Regions from separate parts of the Zea mays genome. Here region 2 is linked to region 1. A link is a contact called in public Hi-C data. All regions are on one chromosome and are shown on one strand. Each heading gives the region's core, a stretch centred on a gene start, on an enhancer-like site or on the middle of the called end of the contact. The rest is flanking DNA. Distances are from core to core; before and after follow the strand shown.

Region 1 (5,502 bases), core at 2,291-4,790:
TTTTATTTGAAATCATTTCGGCTCTCAAAAATTGTATCTAAATTTGTCAAATTTAAAATTCAAATTTTGCAAACGACCTCGGATGAAAAAAGTGTCAAAATAAAAGTTTTAGAACATAAAAAATTATTCAACTTTGTAGTTGACAACTGTTTTATTTGAATTCGTTTACGGTCTCAAACAAGCAATTTACATTCAGTTGGTTGTAATATGTGGACAACAAAACTACAAACTTGACACAAAGCATGCCATAGCCGGAGTGATAGAGGAGGGTACGCGTGAGGGTGAGGTCAGGGGTTCGATTTCTAGCAACCGCGTAGTACACAAAAAATTCCGCGACCTTCAACTTCGACGGAGACAGACAGTTGGGGGTGGTGGGCCGCGAGGCCTCCGTAACAAAAATATATATATTGCTATTTTTAAAATCCGTTTTATGTTTCCTGGAAACGATTTTCACTGGCGGTTTTATTACGCCGACCGCCAGTGAAAATCGATTTCCGCTGGCGGTTTTATTACGCCGACCGGCAGTGGAAATCGATTTCCACTGGCGGTTCTCAGTTACCCGCCTGTAAAAATGATGATTTCTACTGGCTCCTAGCACTGGCGGTTACGAAAAACGCCACTGTAAATAGGTTTACGACTGCCACTATAGAGGTTATCTGTACTAGTGTTATACACTTCAATAAAAAACTAGATTGTCATGAATATTGGAGTTCGAAAAATAGGCTTTATTTAAGCCTACGGAAAACTAGCTAGCTATGTACCATACATGTGCCTGTTGGCCTAGTCCCCACAAATATTCCAATCATATGCATAAAATGCAGTGCTTACCTTACAATAATTAGCATGTATGGGGGTTTGGGGGGGTTCAGATAGCGACGATTTGCGCAATAATTTCAGTTATAGTAGAGACAGGGTTTGTGAGTAAACTCAACAACGACAAGTCCTTTTTGTTCATTATTGTTTTCACAACCTTGTACATATGTAATTTCCTCAATTTTGTGAAAGCTAGCTTGCTCAAATGGTTTTTTTTTCCTGGTCCGTCTTTCTCACCGGCCGGTTAGCAGCGAACATTTGCCGAGGGCTTTACATGCTTGTTTGCCGGAGCATGCAAGCAAGCGACTGGAAGTCTGAAACGATCCAGACAAATTGTCAGCAGGTTGGTCGCAAGCTTCTCTGGAACACCTCTCTCTCTCTCTCTCTCTCTCTCTCTCTCTCTCTCTCTCTCTCTCTCTCTCTCTCTCTCTCTCTCTCTCTCTCTCTCTCTCTCTCTCTCTCTCTCTCTCTCTCTCTCTCTCTCTCTCTCTCTCTCTCTCTCTCTCTCTCTCTCTCTCTCTCTCTCTCTCTCTCTCTCTCTCTCTCTCTCTCTCTCTCTCTCTCTCTCTCTCTCTCTCTCTCTCTCTCTCTCTCTCTCTCTCTCTCTCTCTCTCTCTCTCTCTCTCTCTCTCTCTCTCTCTCTCTCTCTCTCTCTCTCTCTCTCTCTCTCTCTCTCTCTCTCTCTCTCTCTCTCTCTCTCTCTCTCTCTCTCTCTCTCTCTCTCTTCTCTCTCTCTCTCTCTCTCTCTCTCTCTCTCTCTCTCTCTCTCTCTCTCTCTCTCTCTCTCTCTCTCTCTCTCTCTCTCTCTCTCTCTCTCTCTCTCTCTCTCTCTCTCTCTCTCTCTCTCTCTCTCTCTCTCTCTCTCTCTCTCTCTCTCTCTCTCTCTCTCTCTCTCTCTCTCTCTCTCTCTCTCTCTCTCTCTCTCTCTCTCTCTCTCTCTCTCTCTCTCTCTCTCTCTCTCTCTCTCTCTCTCTCTCTCTCTCTCTCTCTCTCTCTCTCTCTCTCTCTCTCAGCCCCTGCCTGCAAACTGGCCAAACATCCCAACAAGAGGGTGGTCGGTTGCACCACCCCGAAGAAAACAAAACAAAACAAAACCTTCCGTCAATTCCGCTCTGGCAGCGCTTCGTTCGCTCCTGCAAGTCTGTAACCACCGGTCCTACCACTGGCACTGGGCCGTTGTTTCCATCCGCGAGATAAAGCCACAGCTTCAAGCCTCCAACTGCAAGCAGAAGCATTCGTCGTTGCCCTGGAAACCCAAAAACTACGTGCAACGTTAACTGCTGGTGCCCTGAATTAGACTTGGCCGATGTCAGTGAGAGTAGTGACCATTAATTTGCTCTTCTTTGCATTAATTACAGGGCAAAAAGCATGTGCATGCATGGTGCCCGCTTGTGGATCTGGCAATTCCTTGTTAGGGAAAGACCGGTTCCAGGAATCGACAACACAGTAGCTGATCTCCTCATGATCTTGCAGGAAAAATAATTAGTTGTTGGCAAACTGGTGCACTTCAGAGATTTTACTTTTTACCGTAGGGTTTTTTTTTTAATCTTTTCTCACCTACGGCGTACGGGTAACGGCCTTTCTAGTTTCTACCGTCTAGAAAACAAGAGAGAGAGGGAGAGAGGAGATTTTCAGTCAGGTAATTTTGTTTACTCGGCCCATTTGATTGGGACGGCCCACGTCCACATTCTAGTAACCAAGCACATTTGGTTTGGTTCTGCCATTTATTCAGTCAAGAACGACCCATGTTCTTTGAATCAAAATGTGAAAACGTCAGGTACATGGACTTATAGGGTGTTTGGTTTTAGGATTGAGCTAGACTATCATTGTCTCATTTCTCACTTTTTTGAGTTTGGTTTGTCAAATGAAATGAGTTGATTCATCACCACATCATTCCTCATATAGTTAGTTAGTACCGATATTAGAAATGAGATCATCTCACCAAACTTGAGTAATAGATCCATGATACACCACCTCAATTTGGATGGAGTGTTTTCTCAAACCAAACACCCCCTTAGTTTCTATAATGGTTTAGGGTCAAAGTAATTTTTTTAGATTTTGGAAATGACTCAAATAATTGTAAAACAATTGGATTGTTGTCCAAAGTAGTTTGAGTTGTCATTAAAAACGTGTGAAGACTACAAAATAGGGATAAAACAAAGGTTACACTCCAAAATAGGGGCAATAGCACAATTGTTCATTGTAATTTTTATCAAGACTTGACATCGTTCAGTATAACTGACGGAGTAGAATCATACACAATAGTTTTGTTTTGAAAAAAAAAAACAGAGACAGACACGCATGATGTCTGTAGTTATACCCTAAAAAAAGGGCAGTGACGCAATTGTTCCATAAACGAATTGTATTGTTCGTCTTGTCAATCAAATGCACAAGGCTAAACTTACCGGGAAGAGGCAGGATGTGGAGCCCACTTGGCCATGGAGAAGAAAACCTCCAATAGTCAACGTAGCCACCAGTGATTACCTCTTAGAATTGGCCTAGCCGCTAGCGAGTCACTCGGACCTATTTTTAATCTAAATGAATACGTTACGTTGTTCATTGAAGGGTTTTCCTTCTTTGTTTTCCTTTTCAAAAGTGGAGAAATGAATAACAATTGAAAAAACAAAACGAAAGTGAGTGATTGACCCGACTGGGCCACTTCAAGGCTAAATGCGGCCCAGCCCGGCAAGCTCTCTGTCTCCCTCGCGCCTGCACACGTACGGAGGGAGGACAGGGAGACTGAAGCCCCTGGCGGCCGCAGCGTCAACGTCGCCCGCGCTCTAGGCGGCGGTATGTCTGGACGAATGACGCTGTCGTCCTCGTCCGCACCGTGCCGGAAGTCTCCACCACACCATCAAATAGGTGCACCTCGCCTCGTTATCCCATTTGAGGAAGAAGTACCAGTTCTTCTGTCTTGTCTTTGATTTGATCCACCTGATTCCGGCGATTTGCGGAGGTTCGGCAGCTGCTCCACTGAGGTTGGATTAGTCGGTGGTGGCGCTGTGACGCTCCGATCCTTGTGGCGGTGTGCACGGTCACTTGCGTCTGTTGTCGAGTGAGCCGTCGTCGGACGTCAGCTGTGGCGGCGATTGAGAGGTGGTGGGCGCCCTATCACGGGCTGATTGATGGGCAGCGTCTTCGCGCGCGTGACATATGGTTGTGCCTCGTGCGATGTGCCCATCGGGTGGTGGTACCGTCGTGATGTGCTGCTGGTTTTCACCGGCACCGTGCTATAGTTGTGTCAGGTGCTTGTGTGTGGCTTTGTTCCCGTGGTGTTATCAACCGTGATCTGGCTGGGTTCCCTGCTGGTGTTCGTTCGGTTGTTAGTATCATGATGTCTCCTTCCGCTCAGACAGCTGCTCAGGGCCCGTTCCTGATTTTTTAGGGGCCCAGAATAAGATTATAAACAGAGGCCATAATTTATATATTAAGAGCTCTGGGCTTCCAATAATAGAGGAAGCCTAGGATAGTCAACATGGACATTTTGGTTGAACCACACCGAGTCAACAGGTCCTAGTCACGGCGCCGTTACCTCTGTCAGCCAGCCACCTCTCCCACGTTTCCTGTTTCTAAAACCGTAGTCGCGCATTCAACGGAGACAAACCAGCCGCGCAGATTTTCCTTTCGTCGGAGGCGACTCACCAGGCGATTTCCGCGCCTCCAAACCAGCGCAGCGCCAATCCACCGCCGCTCCAATCCAGCGCCCTTCCATTCCACCTTACATCCTTCAATCTCCCAGCATTGGAGCCCGATTCAAGAAGTTCTAGGTAATCCAACATTGAAATACACCGAGTTTGCCGTCGATTTTTTGAAGCCTATCGGTCGATTGAAGTGGATTTGATTGTAACCCTTATTCTCCAGCTAAATGTGTGATTTGTATCCGCTTAGACATCACTATAATCGGGTCATTGCATCGCGCATTGTATCTCTTTTTTGTTTAGGAGCCCCGATATTAGGGCATGTGTATTTATTCTATATTCCCACTATCGCCCGACATTTATATATTTAGACAAAGGCTGTGGATTAGGTATTTACTGATGAGTTAGCAGAGAGTACTCTTATACAACCCAAGTAACACATATATGCTTTTTGTATGTAATATATATGCTTATCTTCAGTACTGTTTATGCACATTCACCTGAGTCATTTGTTTACACATTTGTTTTATTATATATGCATATAGTCAGTACTCTTTATGCACATTTACTTTAATGATTTGTTTTCACATCTATTTTATTATCAAATATGCTTATTTGTATTTGATATATATGCATATCCTCAGTACTGTTTATGCACATTCACTTGAGTCATTTGTTTACACATTTGTTTTATTATACATGCATATAGTCAGTATTCTTTACGCACATTTACTCTAATGATTTGTTTTCACATCTATTTAATTATCTAATATGCTTATTGTATTTCATTTATATGCATATCCTCATTACTTTTTATGCCCATTCAATTAAATCATTTATGTACACATCTGTTTTATTATATATAAAATATACTCATTGGATTTGATATATATGCATATTGGCAGTAATGTGTATGCTCATTCATACACAAGTTTATGAACATTTCGCAATATATTAAGCATATTTGAATTGATCTATTTACTTACATAATTAGTTTACACTCCTGTTCCTTATATATAAATACATACAGATACTGTTATTTAAGCAAATG
Region 2 (5,721 bases), core at 826-3,325, 350 kb before region 1:
GATATGATATACAAAACACATGAGAGAGAGAGAGAGAGAGTTAGTCACCTGCTCCATTGTGAGCTGAGCTTTTGGGGCGTTGCAGAGTCGTTTGGGCCTGGGCTTGTGCGTGTAGCCTGCATGTGATCGCCGCGATGAAGCAGAGCAGGAACACCAACTGCTCTAACCTCCTGCTCCTCGGTTCCATGCTAGCAAGCTGACCTCAGCAAAGCTCCAAGAATTACACTCCGATCTCGATTCAGGTATATAGAACCAAAAGAAACGATGCAACAGATCTGCAAACAAGCGCAACTCCTTTCCGCATGTGCTAAATAGATAAACCATGGCACTGGCTGTCTAATAAGTCAGTCAGTCGTCAGAACGTAACAATTCTAACGTACGGACGCAGGTTTCAGTTCAGACTGATTGAATTGTTGTTGGATGATGACCCTCCTGTCGCAGTTTGGGCTGGGCTGCTCAATCGGCTTCCTTCCTTCCGTGCCTAACTTTAACGGACAGGTGCGAGTCAAACAATAGTCATGGCGGGAATGTCACTCCGTTGAATACGGTAAGATTGGCAGTAGTGCTGGTTGAGTGTTTTCACACCAAGAAGACTGGATTCTGGAGCAATTTCAAGGAAAAAACCGAGTTCCAGACATATGACTACTAACATGTGAACGTCTGAAATTTAGGGGTGTTTAAATACACTGAAGCTAATAATTAGTTAGCTAAAAAATTACAGGTATAATTAACTGGCTAGCAAATAGCTAGCTACCTATTAACTAATATATTAAAAATAGCTAATAGCTAAATCATTATCTATGGTTTTTGGATATCTCCACCTAATTTTAGTTAATAACTATTAACTACAGTGCATTCAAACGTAGCCTCAGAACAGGGCTATGGATATTCAGACACCAGCTAACTATCAATATGTAGAGAAAAAAACGGGAAACAAAGCGCAGTATCAACATGCACATGAAAACAGAGCGATAGAGGGAAAAAAAAACTTTCTTTTGGCCGACTTGCAACTACTAAAATCAACAGAAAACCCCCTAGCAGAGCGGAAACGTAATCTCCAGTTCTTCCACGCTTCGTCGAAAAAATACAAGAAACCTGGCAGTAGTCTCAAACTGGAGAACAGCCAGGGCACCACGAATTCTAAATGCAAAGCCCTGAGCAGGAAGGAATGCATGGATCGAAGGAATCGCAAGCGCTGAAGCTCACTCACCTGGCGCAGAATTCTCCCCTGCTCCCATGCAAACGCTGAAGCTCCTCTCCTCTGCTCTGCTCTGGGCTCTGCTCTTGTAGCCGACGCAGAGGACGAACGAGCCCCAACCCAAGAGCGCGGTCGTTGCCGCGCGCCGTCGCCCAGCCGCCCAGCTACCACCTTCCTCCTCCTCCTCCTCGGGTCCCTCTCGCCATTCACCTAGTCACGCACGCGTCGTCGTACAGGCACGCATCCGACTCCCGGTCCTCCTCTTCTTCTCTACGAGTCCAACACGCGGCCACCTCTCCGTGTCAAACGCGGGCACCTGCAATGGGCGATGGCTTCCCTTTCCAAGGCATGCCGTGCGCGCTTGCTTGCTTATATACTCGGTGACGACGGTGAGCAGCAAAAGCAGGAGGAGGCGGTCGACGTGGACGCGGACGCGGACGGGAGCAAGCAAGGGAGTCTGAAATCTAATAAAGCGGCGCGCTTTCCTTGTCCATGGAGGAACTGGTAGGATGCGATGCGCTGCACCCGGCGCAGGCACGCACGCACGCTCGCTCGCTCGCTGCTGGCTCGCACCACCAAATCCCCCGAGCCAAGGAACGAATGTTAAAGCAGCAGGCGATCGATGACGACGGATAGAAAGAGAGAGAGAGAGAGAGAGAGAGAGAGTAGGAAAGGGTTTGAGCTGGAATGGAGTCCGTGGAACAGCTATTGTCGATTCAAACCCCATGGATTTGTTTCAGTTTCTCCTCTTGTTTAGTATTCGTTTTATCAGTTACCGTCTTTCTTCTCCTTCCTTTCTGCCGTGCAGCTTCCTTCAACAAAGCCGCGTCCGCGTGTTTGTGTGCGTGGTGGAGGTCGGCAGGAGCCGGGGGCGCCGGAGCAGGGAGATAACGGACAAAGTTGTAGACCGGTGCCGTTTTGCAGAATCGACCTCGGGGTGTCTGGGACGATGCATAAAATTCCTGAACGTGTTTTACAGTATCGCCTGCATAGAAATCGTTCGACCATGGTACACTGAAAAGTCTGAAACCAATATATATGTTCGAAGTACTATGTGGTTTTTTCTGAAAACACAGAGGCTGCGCAGCTTGCTCGAACCTAGAGATGGCCAAACGGGCCGCCCGGCCCGACCCGGCACGGCACGCCAGACACGGTTAGAAAATCGGGCCGGGCCGTCTAAACACGCAGGCTCAATTTCCTGTCCGAGCCCGGCCCGTAGCGCTGGCCCGTTTAGCACGAAAAAGCGGGCCGAAAAGCAGACTATGCGAGCCGGGAAGCACGTTTTAGTGTAAAAAAGCGGGCTTAACGAGCTTAGAGGTAAACGGGTCGTGCAGGGCTCGCGGGCCTCGTGCTTATTGGCCATCTATAGTCGAACCCCACGGACAAAGTTAAACCGCAATATAAGACATGGTGCTGAGTCGGGCGTAAGTCTTCACTGACGTCTATGTCAGTGGTGATGGTGGCGGCGCCCTTGTGGCATCACTCTATCTGTTGGGGCACCATTGGGAGACATCATGTCTCGGGTTCTCGAGGGTGTGAACCCTGTCCATCCTTGGACATGTGACGGCGGCGTCATTGGCGTCGTGCCCTCCTTGGAGACGTCGCATCTGAGGCCCATCTTGGTCAGGTAGTGACGGTGGTTGGTGGGTGGTGTTGCTCGTGCACAGCGGTAGAGGAGTGCCGTTGTGCGGAGATTTCTAAGTCCTTGGCAGAGGAGTGTGAGCCGGGTGATCGACGACCGTGCGTGTGGCTTGAGGGTGATTTCCCATGGTGGAGGAATTCCAGGTGTCGCTCAGGCTTGCACCGGGCTGCAGCTTTTGGCGTGGCACATCGTTGGCGACGACGGCGCAGTTCGTGGTGGCTTCTTTCGCTTCCTCTCCGAGTTTGTGGTGGTGTAGTGTTTTGTTGGGTGTGTTGTTTGCGTGGTGGTGGTGTTCGCTTCGGCGTGTTACTCTGTCGTCGTTGTGCTGAGTTTGGTATGGTGTCGACGTGTTGATGTCCCAATCCAACCGCCTGTTGCCTATCAGCCCATCTTGCGGAGTTGGAGCTGCTTGTCCCTTGTGTCGAGCTCGACAACGATAACTCTATTTAGGTTGTGTGTGTAGGGTTGTTGTTCTCTAGGCTGTTTGTGTGCTCTGTATAGGTTTCGGGCCCGGTTTCCTTAAAACTGGGTCAATTCTATTATTCTTAGGGCCTGTTTGTTTAGTTGGAATTGAATTCCATTTTAATAATTATAATTTAGACAAAACTAATTAAGTTTATATATTTATATATGTAATATATTTGTATATTATCCAAAATCATATGAGAGAGATAGTTATATACTACATTTATGTTATAGAGGCGCAAGTAGAAGAATGTGCTATAAGTTGTACATCGGAAAAATAACATGTAAATCTATAGAATCAATTTCCATCTCTCACCCCATGAATTTGAGGTAGGCTTATATGATAACTTTGGAAAGTGGTGGAATGTCATATTCTAAAAAAATAGCCTACTCCATTAGTAAGATTCCAATTCCTCGAAATGAAAGGAAACAAACGGGGCCTTAAATGAAAGGCACTAGAATCCATACAAATTTCTGAAAAAGAGCGAGGGGCTGCGCGTCAAAGAGAGCCGCAGGCAGAAAGAGGCGCAGGGGAAAAAAACGATTCTGCCGTGTTGCTTTCGGCTTCCACCTTTTTTTCCGCTTCTTTCATCCTTGCGTTCGCAGTAGTGGTGGCGTAGGAAGCTGAAGTTTTCTTGACCTTGGAAAAAAGAAAAGAAAGAAAAAGATCTGGAACGAACAGGCACAACAACTGTCAAATATCTACCGGGTGCCTGTATCAGTATTAGTGCTTAGTGGGAGTGGGGATGCTGAATTAGGTTTAGCTGGACAGCAGAGGTCAAAGCTTAAAAGCCTCCTATATTTGAAGCAACGGCTGAATAGGGGTGACCAACGAAGAACGTCGATCGGTTGGATTCTACGTGGATGGAATAAACTAGTTTTAGGAGTACATTTACTTGGTTACCACTTGACCAAACAGCTGGTGGTTCAGTAGCATTTGATATCCCAGTGTAATAGACCAATTGCAGTAGTTCTACAGTTCTTATTTCCCAAGCCAATAAGTAGCCGACTTTCAATATCCCAACTGAAATAATTTCTGGATTATGTACAAGTCTACAGGTTCAGGTACGTATTAAAGAGCTTCAGTTTCTGTCATACTATTTTTGCCAGATATTGTATGGGTCCGATAAATTAATTCCTAAAGTTGTCTTAAGTCAATCTTCTTAAAAGTTTAACTGATTAGTTAAAAACAAAAATGTTTGTGATACCAAATGAACATAATATAAGAAATAGTGCATAATAGAAATGACTTGGACATTACTAGAGATTCAATGCCAGTAAATGGTCTCCAGCTAGGGATCGACATCGTCGTCACCCTAGTGAGGCGACTGGCTAGATGGCACAACACTTTTAGATCTGAATGGTAAGCCTTTCATGCGAGACCACTCCGGTGACAATCCACCTAAGGCCTTGTTCGTTTGTGTCTGATTGCACCCGGAATCGTTCCAGCTAATCAAAGTTTATATAAATTAGAGAAGCAATCCGGTTAGGAATCGTTCCAACCCATCAATCCGGCACAAACGAACAAGGCCTAAGGGAGCATTCCACTCCGACGCTCATGATCCCTCGGTTCAAGGGAGGTCTTCCTGGTAGGAGTCATGGAGGGTCGTATAGGAAACAACCATATTTAACGAGGATTCGACATCTTTTCAAGGTGAAACCCCAATAGCTAAAGCAGTTCATGTTCCTCGCAATTTAGCAAGGGTGGAATAGAGGCACCAATGAGCAGTAAGGGCAAGATTGCAACAAGTCATCTCATAAGACGTGCATACATGATCTAATGAAACTGTTCGGCACAGGAACCAACGCCTAGACCGCAATCATGACAAGGAGAGAAGACACCAAGCTCAAGCTGAAGATAATGGATGTCAAGGTTAGCTGGTGAGACAAAGGAATCTCTTGTTTTAGATCAATACCGCAACCAAAGAAATTGAGTTCCATACCAATGTATGGTAGCTATCAAAATGGTGATTGATAGACTTCCACTGCCATCTGACAAAGAACTACTATAGGACATTGTAAACAAAGTCATGGCCATATCCATAGTCCTCGGGCTCGTCTTGCAACAAAATTTTGATGTCCAACCAGTGCAACTTCTACATATAGGACAAATCTTCTAAACGCAATACTCAATACTCTGAAGATATGTCGACATATGGATCTTTTAGTATGGGTAATTCGTCCCATCGAAAAATGGAGATTTGCCAACTCCTCATTTTATGTCGCCTTCATGGATTTCAGACCGATTAGGGTATGAAAATTCTTAACCAGCTCTGATACCAATTGAATGACCAGTGAGGCGACCAGAGAGGGGTGAATGGGAGACAATCAAATTTTGTTACTAAGAACTGGAAAGTGGGCTCTTAACTTCAATCGAGATGAAGAAATCACTGAAATCAAAAGCACATCAGTCAAC

What was found. A called contact is a pair of places that touch in the nucleus more often than the background predicts.
Region 2: a contact with region 1 is called in a Hi-C map of ear, with 1.9 times the contacts expected there. The contact joins the promoter of LOC109945996 here to the enhancer-like site in region 1. A contact is called at or near these places in 3 of 25 Hi-C or Micro-C datasets (bundle sheath, ear and leaf).

The regions. Positions count from the first base shown.
Region 1 is chr4:15,220,624-15,226,125 of Zm-B73-REFERENCE-NAM-5.0, reverse strand. No RefSeq gene overlaps it. Among protein-coding and RNA genes, the nearest start is that of LOC103655123, 48 kb to the right of the region's middle. Within about 2 kb of position 3,540, at least 16 of the 20 cell types and tissues checked have an H3K27ac peak or open chromatin away from gene starts, as enhancers often do. A contact at or near this core is called in ear and leaf, where this site is marked.
Region 2 is chr4:15,566,813-15,572,533 of Zm-B73-REFERENCE-NAM-5.0, reverse strand. LOC109945996 reads right to left here and starts at 2,075. Exons shown (of 9, transcript XM_020552472.2): 1 at 1,211-2,075; 2 at 49-196.